Linked DNA regions of Capsicum annuum: region 2 is linked to region 1. A link is a contact called in public Hi-C data. All regions are on one chromosome and are shown on one strand. The core of a region is the stretch at or near the end of the contact, and the rest is flanking DNA. Distances in the headings are between cores, read along the strand shown. Region 1 holds the start of LOC107855255. Region 2 holds the start of LOC124900026 (a long non-coding RNA gene).

Region 1 (6,408 bases), core at 2,145-4,644:
ATATGCAGCAACAGCATTACTAGGAGTTTGCTATGGTGTTCAATTCACAACAATGGTCCCAACAGCCTCTGAGCTGTTTGGTCTCAAGCATTTTGGTATAATTTTCAATTTTATGTCGCTAGGGAACCCGTTAGGTGCTTATCTCTTCTCCGGTCTCCTTGCTGGGTTTCTCTATGATAACGAAGCAGCCAAGCAGCACACCTCCACATGCTTGGGTCCTCATTGCTTTAGAGTCACGTTCCTGATTCTTGCCGGAGTATGTGGTGTAGGAACGATGCTTAGTATTGTTCTTACCATGAGAATAAAACCCGTTTACCAAATGCTATATGCTGGAGGATCCTTTCGGCTACCTCAAAGTTCAAATCATTGAGGTATCTTGAAAAAAGCCTGACCAACGTCATGTGGTAAAGTTCTAAAGGAAGCACATTGATCAGCAATCACCTGTGAGTTCAAATTTCGGATAGTTTTATGCTTTTGAAAGGTTGTGTGATTTGTATGATATGTTCAAGAAGTTTAGCTTTGTTAGGTTAGTGTCCACAGTGAAGCATCTTGCATGTAGATGCTTAAACTTTTGTAACACGGTACATCAAGCAATAGTAAGAAATAGTGTTCTCATCTACTTTGTTTCCATTCCATCCCTAAATACTTATACAATCTTGGTAGTATTATGAACATGTTATTGTTAGGTATTGTATCATTGCTCCCTTGAAACTGACATCTCAACCCTATGAAAACTGTTCCAATGATACAACACATAATGATTAAGCATATGGTTGTTCCTTAGAACTCGTACATGTATTGTGCTTATGCTTCAAAGGAAGCTGTGAGAATAGTTTTTGTTGTTCTCGATTGCTGGCAAAAGCATGGAACTAGACTGAAAACTGAAGAATATACTGCTCTAGTTATTTTATACACCGTCTGTATTTAAACTCCACAAAGTGTATATTTATGCTGATGATTTGATTTGGTTAATGTTATTTACTTTAATTCTCAGCTACCATCGGAACAATTTCAAGTTGGCTTATCGTTACCGATAAGGTCAATTCTGGTAAGTTTTGGTGCTTCTGGGATGTCATGATACCTGTCTTTGTCAGTATGAAAAAAGTTTTGCATGTGAAGGTTGTTATCAGGTCCTGCTATCATTCCTCTTTTGTAGAATAAACTCCCAGGGAGATCCTTTCACTAGGTGGATAGTTTACCCCAAAATCATGCTGCTTCTGTGGTCCTGCTATTTATCTTTAATGCCTTTCACCGGTTGGGGTCTATCGGAAAAGCCTCTCTACCTCCTAAGGTCGGGTAAGGTCTGCGTACATTCTACTCTTCCGGGACCTTGTTGTTTGTTGCCTTTCATCGGTTGGAAAACTCGATTCTGATCTTATATACATTGCTAAACATTACATGAGTGAAGGAGAAAGGAATTTGCATATCCTTCAATTAATAGATGAAATGGAAGTGGAATGATACCAAGAGTGACCTTTAAAGTGTTGATGTATTAAAATTCTTTTTGCTAGTCTTTTCTTTGCAATATATACTTGTACCTAATTGAGCTTTCTATTTGGGTAGCTCTATATTGATCTCTTGGGAATATTGAGGCTAATTGATCCCCTTGCTTAAAATTTCATTTTTGTGCTTAATATGAACCAGTGTTATTAAAAAGCGAAAAAGCTCTAAGGTCCAATGGGGCTTTAAGTGCAAAGCGCAAAAGAAACGTGGGCTTTAATGAATAAAAAATGCAAAGGGAGGAAAAAATTTACAAATATATATGTTTAGTCCAAAACAAATATATAAGCATGAATGACAAATATATGAGCAAAGAAATTGAAAACAAATTATGATAAAGTGAAATATCAATTTTTTAGTGTCGCCACTTCACAAGAAAATCATCGACAAGGAAAATTATACCTTAGAACCTTGATGACGACACTGAAGCATCAAAGCGCTCAACACCTTTTGAGCCTCTCTTCAAGGCTTCAGCGCGTCTTTGATAGCACTGATATGAACCAGCCATCATACATATTTGATACTAAAATTCAAGACTTCCAAATAGACAAATGCAGAAAAGAAGGTTACAACAGAACAAGACATGTTGAGACATCAATCCCAATGCTTGTTTGCCATACCTTAAAAGTGCATTCTGCCTTTTTGCTAATAAACACCAAACATATATCTACCAAAACCCATACTAAACTAGGCGATTTCTTCCATCTCTTCTAGACGTAGTGGACAGATGTACTGGTACGTCATATTGGTGGGGGGTTTCAGGCATCCCGTGGAATTAGGTGAGGCGAACGCACACGAAAGCTGGACACCACGATTATCAAAAAGAAATAGAAACATACTATAACCTAGGATTCTATGAATCTGCCCGACAGTCTTACAAGATGATATAGCTTCATATGAGTTGTCAAGTGGGCTTCATATCTTGAAACATTAAAGACCATTGTGAGTACACAACCCCATCATCAGCTGGTATCATTTCTTGACAGCAGTGATTAAGCCTTGGGCTAAAACACTTTACATCCAATGGTCCAGATTTATTGATTCTGCTTGGATAAACAGCAGTGTCTTTGTATCTTCTGTCCAATGGACCAGACTTCATTGGACTCCTATTGGGATACATCAACTTCTCTTGAACTCTCCCATCAAGAGGCCCTGAGGCACTCATAAATTTGTCTTGCATTCTTCGGTCTAGTGGTCCTGACTTCATTGCCATGCTTCTAGTTGTGATGATGGCTCTCTCTTGCCTCTGGTCCTTCGAGCTCTCGAGCTTCTTCAGTGCTCCGGTCCACTGTGTTCGATAAGGCTTGAGCTCGGAGAGAGCTAGATGAGTCGAACCTCGGTGTAAACTGAGCTTGCTCAAGTTCTTGGCAATGAGTTTCTTGGTTTTGTTGATTGCCAAAACAAGTCTTGAAAGGCCATTTGATGATGAGGTTGTTGTTGTTCCTCCTCCTCCTCCTTCTCCGTGGCTGCCGGCGCCTTCCTTTCGAGCCAACTTGAGAATCTCTAGCCTGTGTTTGGCTACATTTATGTCCATGCTTTGAAGGAATTCATGATTGAAGTAAATCAAGTCCTCTTTCTGAAGCTCATTTTTGTTGAAAACAAGACCATACTCATAAACAAGTTCTTGATCAAGGCTAGTCTTGGATAACCAAGAATACCAATCCATGTTTTTTATGTTTGCTAATAAGTGATGTGGCTAATGAGACATATATTACATATATGAAGCAATTTGAACCCCACCCCCCAAACAACAACAACAATGCACACCCCACCCCACCCCACCCCACCAAAAGAAAAAGGGAAAATAAAGCTCATTTGTCCATCCCCACTAAATAGATAGGAGGAGGAAGGTGGAAAAGGTCAAGAGTAAGTAAATGAGGTTGAAAATATCAACATGGCTTGTGATGTAATGGTAAGACTGCTCTGCCCTTAATTAAAGGTCTTGGTTTTGATCCCTGACAGGGGTGGGCATGGTATAATATATTATCGAATTACCATACAAAATCGAAATTTTTGATATCGCAGTTCTGATATCATGGTATTTGATATAGTATATGATGTACGTTTTAAATTTTTCTGATATTTGATAAGATATTTGGTATTTACAAGTAACATACCGAAATATCGAATACTAACACCTAAGTATATAGTTACATAAATAATTATATATCTTATTAAACAACAAATATACCACCTGGCGTTAGTATAGAACTAAATATTTAGACGTCGAAACTTTGACTATTCTATCTTGATTGAAATGTCTTTTTATGTAATTGATTAGTAAAAGGAATTATTTGTACTTTTGTTTGGACATATGTTTATACATGTGTAATCTGTTAGCATGATGTAATTGAATTTTTTTTGAAAAGTCGAAGTGATAATATTCTATTATACGATTATATATTGTCAAAGTTGAACAAACTATGGTTATCGATTTACCATACCGCAAAATATCGAAACCGAACTTCAAAATATCTAACCATACTGAATTAATTTGATATGGTAATAGTATAGTATTTTTAAAAATCAAATATCGAAATTACCATACTGAAGATTTAAATATCATATCATACCATGTCTACCCCTAGCTTTAAGTATGAAAAAAATTCTGTTGGAAGCGTCATTCCCAAAATGGGCTCTGTAATGTGTGATCCAGACTAGTTGGGACGTCAATACGGATATCAAACGTGAGGAAAAAAAATGAGCTTGACAAGGAAACCAAAATACAGTGGTGGGTAAGATGATAGGTGGCTAAATAATGAGTCATAAAATTCAACAAGTTTTGTTGGTTTGCTTGAAAATTAGGCAGTTAGACCTCATTAAAATTGGTTTTAATTCTCATGTTAGTGTATAGTTTTTAGAATTCAATTAATCACCCATTTTCTTCAAGAATTTAATTGAGATGTACCCCATCTAATCTCTACTTGATGCTTACATTGCATAACTAAGTAGCATAAACTTGCCAAAAACTTAAACATCATGGAAAACTTGACATGTACACACTTAGTATTGTAAGGGGGTTGAACTCTCCACATGCAATTAGAAAGTATCCTAAAAACAAGGTTAAATTGTTCCCTTTTCAAGAAAAAGAATTACATGGAGAAACCTAAGGGGTCGTTTGGTAGGATGCTTTAGAAAAAATAATACATACATTGACTTTGTGTATTATTAATATCTTGTTTGATACACTTTTTTTATAACTAATGCACACATTGGTTATATACTCTATTGCGTATTATGTTACTAATACATGGGAAATCCTTGGTATTAACAATGCAGTGGACTTTAATGCATACATTAGCATGAGTAAAGACACAATAGCTTCTTAAAACTTTTTTCCCATCATTTTCATTATATTTGTGAAGGATATTTTTTGTAAATAAATTTTTTTATTTAAAAATATACAATACAAGTTATTTTTAACACATCAAACCAAACACTGTATAACAAATAATCTCAACATAACTAATACTTGCATTTTTAATACTTTATTTTTTGCATTATTTTTATACACTCTACCAAACGACCCCTAAGGATGTCTCTGATATCCATGTTGGTGTGAAGTATGGATAATATAAAAGAGGATTGTGGCCTAGTAATAAGTGAAATGGTAAAAAAAAATTATGAGAGATCCATGTTCAAATTTCAAAAGAGACAAAATGTTACGTGAATTCTTCTTATATATTCAAGTTTTGTTAGAAAAAAATATTAGGTACTTATGTTGGTGGAACTTGAGAGGTAACAAGTAGCGGTGATATTTAGATATACGTAAACCAATCCAGACGCTATCGTTATCAAGGGGGAAATGTTTCAATTGGACATATCTAGAATTGTACTATAGTGTTATTGATTGGAAATTGCTAAATGCTAACAACCACATGCCTCCATACCTACAAAGGAGTAGTTGTTTTATTCAAAGGGCAAGTAATTACTGCTCACATGGCCAACCTTCAAGATTGTCCTTACAAGCCACTTTCAATTTCTCAAATGCAAAGGCAAAAACAAAAATCCACTAGCTTGATTAAGACATTGAAGACATTTTCTTCTTCTTTTGGATCATAACATCAATCCCTTTTCCCAATTTTTGGTTTAACTATGAATATTGTTTTTAAAAATTTAGAAAAATGATCTTCTTTTTATATTCTTAACAAATAAATATAATAAAACAATCAAGAAAAGCAGAAAAGTTTGATTTTTTTATAAGGTGAATCGAGAATGAATTATGAACCTTGAACTGGAATTATAGAGAACGTTTGGCTATGCATATGATCTGATTAAACTGACATACAAGTAGATCGTTTCGCCTTATTTACCTGTTTGGTAATCGTCCTAAGTATTTATACTTCAAAATCTGCTGAAAATCATAAATTAGTCACCTCTCAACTTATGATCTTTTAAGCTTATAAATATGTTCATGTGACCAATTTTTTTTTACTATTTTATCCTTGATATTTTTTGTAATTATCCAAATATATTTTTCAAAACAAAACCTCCAATTGACTTCGTCTTCATTATCTATCGTTCATCTTTTTTCTTACCAAAGTACTTTTATATATAAACTTTTTGTAAAACAATTAAGGGCATTTAGTTTTTAACCAAAAAATGTACTTATTAGCATTTTCTTTTTCTCAACCACATCAAATACTTATCATCAGTTTCAAAATTTTTATTCGAATACACTAATTTATTTTTAAAAATTAATATTAATATTTCAAAAAAAAAAAATACTTAGCAATGTGTATGCTTATATCCTTATAAATAAATTATTTACAATCAACTAATTAAAGCTAGGTCGTACAAAGTAGGATCCATATCACATCAATCTTGTTTTATTTTTATTTGTTTTCATTTTTCTTGGTTGACATACACAAATTTATATAAGAAAATCATAGACCAAAGAGGAGCTAG
Region 2 (6,734 bases), core at 2,992-5,491, 70 kb after region 1:
ACACGAAAGGTATTGTAGTCTGGTTTCTTTTAGCCTATACTATTCAAAGATGTTGTTTCTTATGTGAGAGAATGTGGTCATTGACAAAGAATGGGCACTATCTTAAGGCAACCATAAAATGCCCCTGAATAATATTCTTAAAGTGGAGATTTTCAATGTGTGGGAGTTACATTTTGTAGGCCCATTTCTACTATCGTATGGTTATTTATATATTTTGGTGGCTGTAGATTATGTTTCCTAATGGGTAGAGGCTGTAACTCTCCCCACTAATGATGTAAGAGCGGTGATAGAGGGACTTATTTTGTGAATCATTAGTTTAAGAACCTACTGTCAAAATATAGGGTCAGATGTAAGGCAGCTACAACGTATCACCTATAGATGAGTGGCCAAGTGGAGGTATCTAACCAAAAAATTAAACAAATTCTGCAAGAAAAAATCAATGGTTAATATCAAAGATTGGTCGGTAAACTTGAATGATGCATTATGGGTGTATAGGATAGATGATAAAACACCTATTGGAACCTCTCCTTATTGATTGGTTTATGAAAAGCGTGTCACTTGATCGCAGAGCTTGAGCATCAGGCTTATTAGGCAGTGAAGAAATTGAATTGTGATCTGGAGATTTCAGGAACAAAGAGAATGCTACAGTTGTGTGAGCTTGATGATTTTCATTTAAATGCTTATAAAAATGCAAAATTATATAAGGAAAATACTAAAAGGTTGCATGGTAAGCAGATCTTGACTTGAATCTTTGAGCCTGGATAGAAAGTTCTGGTATTTAATTTCAAGCTGAAGCTGTTTTCGGGTAAGTTGAGGTCCAAGTGGTCTGGGCCGTTTGAAGTAGTAAGAATGACCCCTCACAGGGTTATTGAGCTATGGCAAGAAGACAAGAGCACTATATTTTTGGTGAATGAGAAGAGAGTCAAGAACTATTAGGTAGATCCTGTGAATAGACATAAAATGTCTATCACATTTATAGATGAAAAAAATTGAGTTTGGTAATGCCATGATACTAAATAAGGTACTACGTGAGAGAAACCCACGAATGTAATATAATAGCATAGTTTTCCTTTTTATTTGAAAAAAATGAGAAAAGAAATAACAATACAAAAAGACGTGTCGAGCCACACGACCGAAACTAAGGCACTAGGTGGGAGGCAACCCACACTTTCTATGTATTTTGTTGTTTTTGATGAGATTGCAGGAATGAGGTAAATTGTGGTATGGGAAAGAAATTAAAGTGAGTAAAATATGTTTTCGGGAGGCTATCAGGTATGAAATGCTATTTGATGCAACAAAAAATACAAGGAAGTAAAGGGGGAACCAGAATTTCCCCAAGATGGCATAACAGTGGGCCTCTGGGTTATTAGCATGCCACATCACTTATCCTCCCTGATAAGGTCATGGTATGCCAAGAAGAAAATATCGCGGAGGTGATTCCAGTAAGCCTTCGTGATTTCGACGTGCCACTCCCTTTATCCTCTGTGATAAGATCGTGGCATGGAGGATGTCAATTTTTAAATTTTTTAAAATAAAAAGTCGGGTTTTACTCGGCTTTTCCCCTCTTAACCCAAATTCTCCCCTTTTATACTCCAAAAATCCCCAAATCCCCTCTTTTTCCACAACCTAGCATACCATCCTTCCTAATTCTCCCCATCCTAAAGCGTGTCACGTAAAGGAATTTTTCTCGCTCCTCTCTGCGACCTCAAATTGGGTAAGTGCTCAAGTTTCTCTATTTCGTCTTTACTCGGCTGTTGTGGTTGAATTACATAAATGGTGCCATAGACTTACAACCATATTTTGACTACTTACCATGTTCGTAATTGCTTGTTGTTGTGGGGTGATATTCTGGGTAAGTTGAGTTAAGGGTTTAAATTTTTCACAACCCAATTGTGATATATTATTCTGTAAATCCTTATCATCCTATTGAATTATAGGAAAGGTCTGAGCAAAATTACATGAATGCAACTTGATAATTTAAGTGAGTAATATGATTCTTATGATTCAACGCGTTGGATGGTTAGTGTGTTTTGATGTATGTGGGTGTGTACTAGGTTGTGGTACTTTGAATACCTTTGTTTTAACTTGTTTAGAACTAAAATAGGGCACATGGTGATTTTGGTAAGATTTGTTGTACATATATACTGCTAGTACTTGTTGGGAATCTGTGGATTATGTTGCTTGTGCATAAAAGGAGATCTTGATAGTCCTGTAATGATCTTTGGGATATGTTAACCATATACGTATGTTCTATAGCTCATGGTCACATAGGTAATTGAATAGAAACAAAGTTTTGTTGAATGAATGCATTGTGAATGCTGTGTTGAGTTATTATTTTAGAATGTGGTTGTAATTTTGTCCTCTATGAGTCATGGTTACATATGTGCTTGTACCGAACTCACATTGTTGTTGTGTGTTAAACTAAAAATAAACATAATGGTCTGGTATGAATGTGATTTTGGAAATTACTTTGTGTGCACAGTGTGGTGCGTGCTTGAAGTCTGAGTAGATCAGAGTCACCACAGGATTAAGAACTTGTGGTAATTAATTAATAACCAAGTTAGTTTCCTGTTTACTTAGGTGCTATGACATTAGGGTATATTGTGGAACAGGGGATGTTTGAGTACCCTAGTTTCAAATTTAATGCACCTATGTTAGCAACAAGTATGGAGTGACCTCTAAATCCTCCTAAACTTGGAGTTTACTAGCCAAAATAATGCCATTTTGACATGATTGTTGCATATTGTTGCTAACAGGTATTATGGCAAGTAGAGCTCAAAAAGGGAAAGATCTTGCTGGGCCTTCTGAGCCATCAAAAAAGAGGTTTCGTCTAACAGGTTGGGTACCTAGAGCCCCTATTATTGCAGGAGGCCAGACACGTTGGTATGAAATTAGGTGGATTGAAGAAGCGGGGAAGGAAGGGCATAACAAGTATACTAAGTCTAAGTATGCCTCGGACGAGTTTATTGATCGTTGCATAAAGAATTCTCGAGCATGGTGCAGAAACTTAAGGAGCTGCATATGAACTTTATTTTTAAGCAACCTACTAAATGCAATTTGAACTTAATTAGGGAGTTCTATGCCAACTGGGATCCAATAGATCCTGTGCTACGGGAATAATCACGAATATGGACTTATGGGAGTGCATGTTGGGTTCGAGACTTAGTGTGTACAATTGAAGTGCAAAAAGGGACCTAAATGCACTAAAATCAGCCAACATATTACACTTGATGGGCACCTAAGTCTTTAAGGGGCCTTTTGGTCCTTTTTGTCTTTTATTTGTAATAGGATATAAATAGAACCATGTAGGGTTTCTTTGATTAGTTTTTAATGATATTTATAAGTCTTGAAATACCAAAGAACACAAGTCCTCTCTTCTTGAGGCACCAAAAAAGAAACGAGGATACAACAATAGGGTGGATTTTCTTTTGTTGTTGCTTGCTTGGAAACGTTGATGATAGAGAGGTGCAATCCAATCTTGTGTCACGTAAGAGATAGGTTTATTATTGTATGTAGTGTTAAGGGTCCAAGAGTGTCCATTCTTGGGTTCTTAAGATTATACCCTCATGTGGTCTATCTATTTATCCCTTTACTTTATTGTAATTTTATTTTGTTCCTTTTGTTTTAGTGTAAGTTGAGTGGGTATTTTTGTTGTTGTTGTTGTTCAACTCATTATTGTTTCCATCTTGTAATCTTCTTGTTAGTTTGTTGTTCGCTGAAAAATAGGTGTCAATCCACCTCAATATAGTGTTGTTATTGTGCCATTCTTGTGTTGTTGTGGTTGGCCGAGACTAGGACTCAAAAGGGCTCTTGGTTTTAGCCATTTTGTGGACTATTTTGGGCTGATTTTGTATCTTCTATTGTTGTATTGTATCATCCTGATTCAAAAGTTTGCATTCGTGGAAAAGTCATGATTTTTACTACACATGATCTGAATGCCATTTTAGGCACTCCTGAGGCCGATGCTTTTCAGCTGAGGCAGCTGAATATCACTCCACCCTATGACAATATCAGGTATCTATATTGCAGAAATAGATTTACAGCTAGGTGGATTCACCAATGAGAGAAAGGCTTCCCCTATGCACAGATGAACAGGGAAGCGAGAATGTGGTTGAAGATCATCTGTCACTGCCTAATTGCTGGGAAGCACATAACAGAAGTCACTCGAGACAGAGTTTGTTTGATTTATGCACTGATGCAGGAGGGCTTTGCAATAAATATAGGTGCAGTGGTTATTTCAATGATGAAAAAGGCTCATTTTCATCAAAGATGCAGGTATAGTTTTGGTGGACTGCTGACTTATTTTCTGATGGATCATAAGGTTGAGGAGGAGGCCCTAGATTATAGACCAGTATTGGACATGCGCCTAGTTGATGTGACCCATACATGGGTCCAGGATGTTGCTCTTGGGCTGGTGCTGACATTGCCTGAGTGTTACGCTCGGGATGATGAAATTATTGCCCGTATGTATGGGATGCAGATGGTGTAGTTAAGAGTGGGTGGCAGAGAAACCACTAGAGATGAGACACACACTAGAGATTGACTATTAACTTAGTCACCACGCCAGGACTTTTCTGAGGATAGGCCAAAAGTTGTATAGCCAGTGGATGATGACATCTCTACTGATGAGGAAAGGCAAATATGGGTTTGGATATTAAGTCTGAGGATGATGATGATATGGACCCAAACATGGGTGATGAGGCCTGTGGTCCAGATGTTGGTGATGACATAGATGAGGTGTGACCAGGGAGTGTTTATATCACATCATAACTTTGTTTTGTGACAGCACTACATTTTAAGTATAGGGTGGTGGTTCTCATTTCTCTCATTTCTCTTTTATCTATTCTGGCGAGATTGTTATTATGGATGTTATATTTTTGTATATTATTATTATTGTTGATTTGGAGTTAGACATTTTAAGACATTCGATCTATAATAGTTAGTAATTATTATATTTTCTGAATTCATAGTTAGTAGTAGTTTCATTATTTTACTATTACTTGTTTCATCATTTTAGTTGCTTAGTTATGTTTATGTCGATTTTTGGAGTAAATTTTTTGTTAATAACTCATAGGTGTCTTTCTCGATGATGGATGGATGATGACTGTCCTAAGGAGAATTAGTCTTAGGGGGTGAATAGGTGAGAGAACGCGATCACTAATCTAATACGAGGTACTTTTTGTTGGGCCATATGACCATGTGACATGAGAAAAATTTTTCTAGGAAGAAGCATGCCAAACTAAATAAGGATGCTATTTTTGAGACGCCCAAGCTCAATTATGTGACTTTTTGTTAGTGTTGGCTTAATTTTGAATATGTGCAGTTATTGGGTCAAGAATCTATAGAGATCCTACTTGAATCTAGCATGCACCAGGATCTAGCATGCATCAGGAGTGAGTGAGGTTCTCTATTTATTACATATGCATAATGATGTCTAGAACTTGCCCGGTGTGTTTACAAATCGAAATAAAGAGTGTGGGTTTAGGAGATGATATAGGTATTTCTTTGATAGTCATGTCTTATTCCTCGTTTACCTACCCTTGTGCGTACTCCTAATTAGCCCTATTGAACCTTTAGCTTATTTTCTTTTATAGCCTCATTGTAGCCTGTACCTTTCTTTGTTTGACTTTAATTTGATTCAAATCTCCTACGCATTGTCGTGCCCTATTTTTACCAAGGTTAAAATAAGCACGACTTATGAACTCTAAAAAGAATTGAATTTTATACAGAGTCGCCACCTAATTTTTAAGGAAAATAAGGAAATCTATTTATTTAATAACACGTATGATTGATATTTTAGACTGTGAAAAATCAATTGAGATTCTAGGTAAGAGTTCAAGTTATCTCAAAGGAAAAAGGTTAGGCACTCTTCAAGATCCATAAATGTGGTACCTGACTAGACTAAATTTATCAAAGAGGGAGGAGGTATATTTAAAAATATTGTAAAAAGTGTATGTATATTAAATGTAAATTAATTCTTTTGAAAATATAAATGTTTAAAACTATGTAAAAGTATATGTATACTAAGTATATAAATAAAATATATGGTTATGAAATATGTAAAAGGTATGTATAAGAATATTTAAATTATATGTGAAAAGAAAAGTATGTTGTGTCATATGAAAAGAAGATATCGTTTATGTACTGTAAAAAAGGAAAAATATTTTTATAACTAATTACGAAGAGAAATATAAAGATTTTACTTGAAAAGAAAGATTATACAAATGTTTATGATGTCAATGTGTGAATTTAATTAATTTAATTTATTTATATAGGTGTTAACGGCCTAAGTTTGCCTAAGCATACATTAAAGAATATGTAAGTAAAGAATGTCCCTGCCCAATGCCCCAAAAAAGTAAAGTTTCACTATACTTGATGTGTACAATTTATAAACAAAGATTCAAATATAAAATTCTTCTTTTGAATACAAGTATTTTCAGGAACCTGTACAAACACGTTAGTAACAAAGTAAAATAAAATTAAGAACTATGTGTGCAATATGTATACAAATATACATAAAATAGAATTATTTTTGTTAAAGCGTGGGCTCGGATTAAATTTTAGATATCACCATTGCTACGAAGTGATTGCTCGATTTATCGGTCATTCTAAATCGTCTTGCCAAAATATGAATCAAAAAATCCTTCGTGTTGTCGTGATGTTATAAAAATTTTGTCATCACCCTAATTTATTTTCTTTTTGTTACGTATTTGTACTGTCTGTCTTTTATTTGA

The links. Hi-C and Micro-C count contacts between places; a contact is called where the count stands out from the background.
Region 2: a contact with region 1 is called in a Hi-C map of leaf, with 2.7 times the contacts expected there. The contact joins the enhancer-like site here to the promoter of LOC107855255 in region 1. A contact is called at or near these places in 2 of 5 Hi-C or Micro-C datasets (leaf and placenta).

What each region holds. Positions count from the first base shown.
Region 1 is chr7:11,361,704-11,368,111 of UCD10Xv1.1, forward strand. It overlaps LOC107855255, which reads right to left and starts at 3,395. Exons shown (of 1, transcript XM_016700250.2): 1 at 1,807-3,395. The coding sequence starts at 3,166. The coding sequence ends at 2,405. It overlaps LOC107855254 (protein NUCLEAR FUSION DEFECTIVE 4), which reads left to right. Exons shown (of 3, transcript XM_016700249.2): 3 at 1-619. The coding sequence ends at 370.
Region 2 is chr7:11,430,945-11,437,678 of UCD10Xv1.1, forward strand. It overlaps LOC124900026 (a long non-coding RNA gene), which reads left to right and starts at 1,108. Exons shown (of 2, transcript XR_007057599.1): 1 at 1,108-1,714; 2 at 2,757-3,764. Within about 2 kb of position 4,242, at least 4 of the 5 cell types and tissues checked have an H3K27ac peak or open chromatin away from gene starts, as enhancers often do. A contact at or near this core is called in leaf, where this site is marked.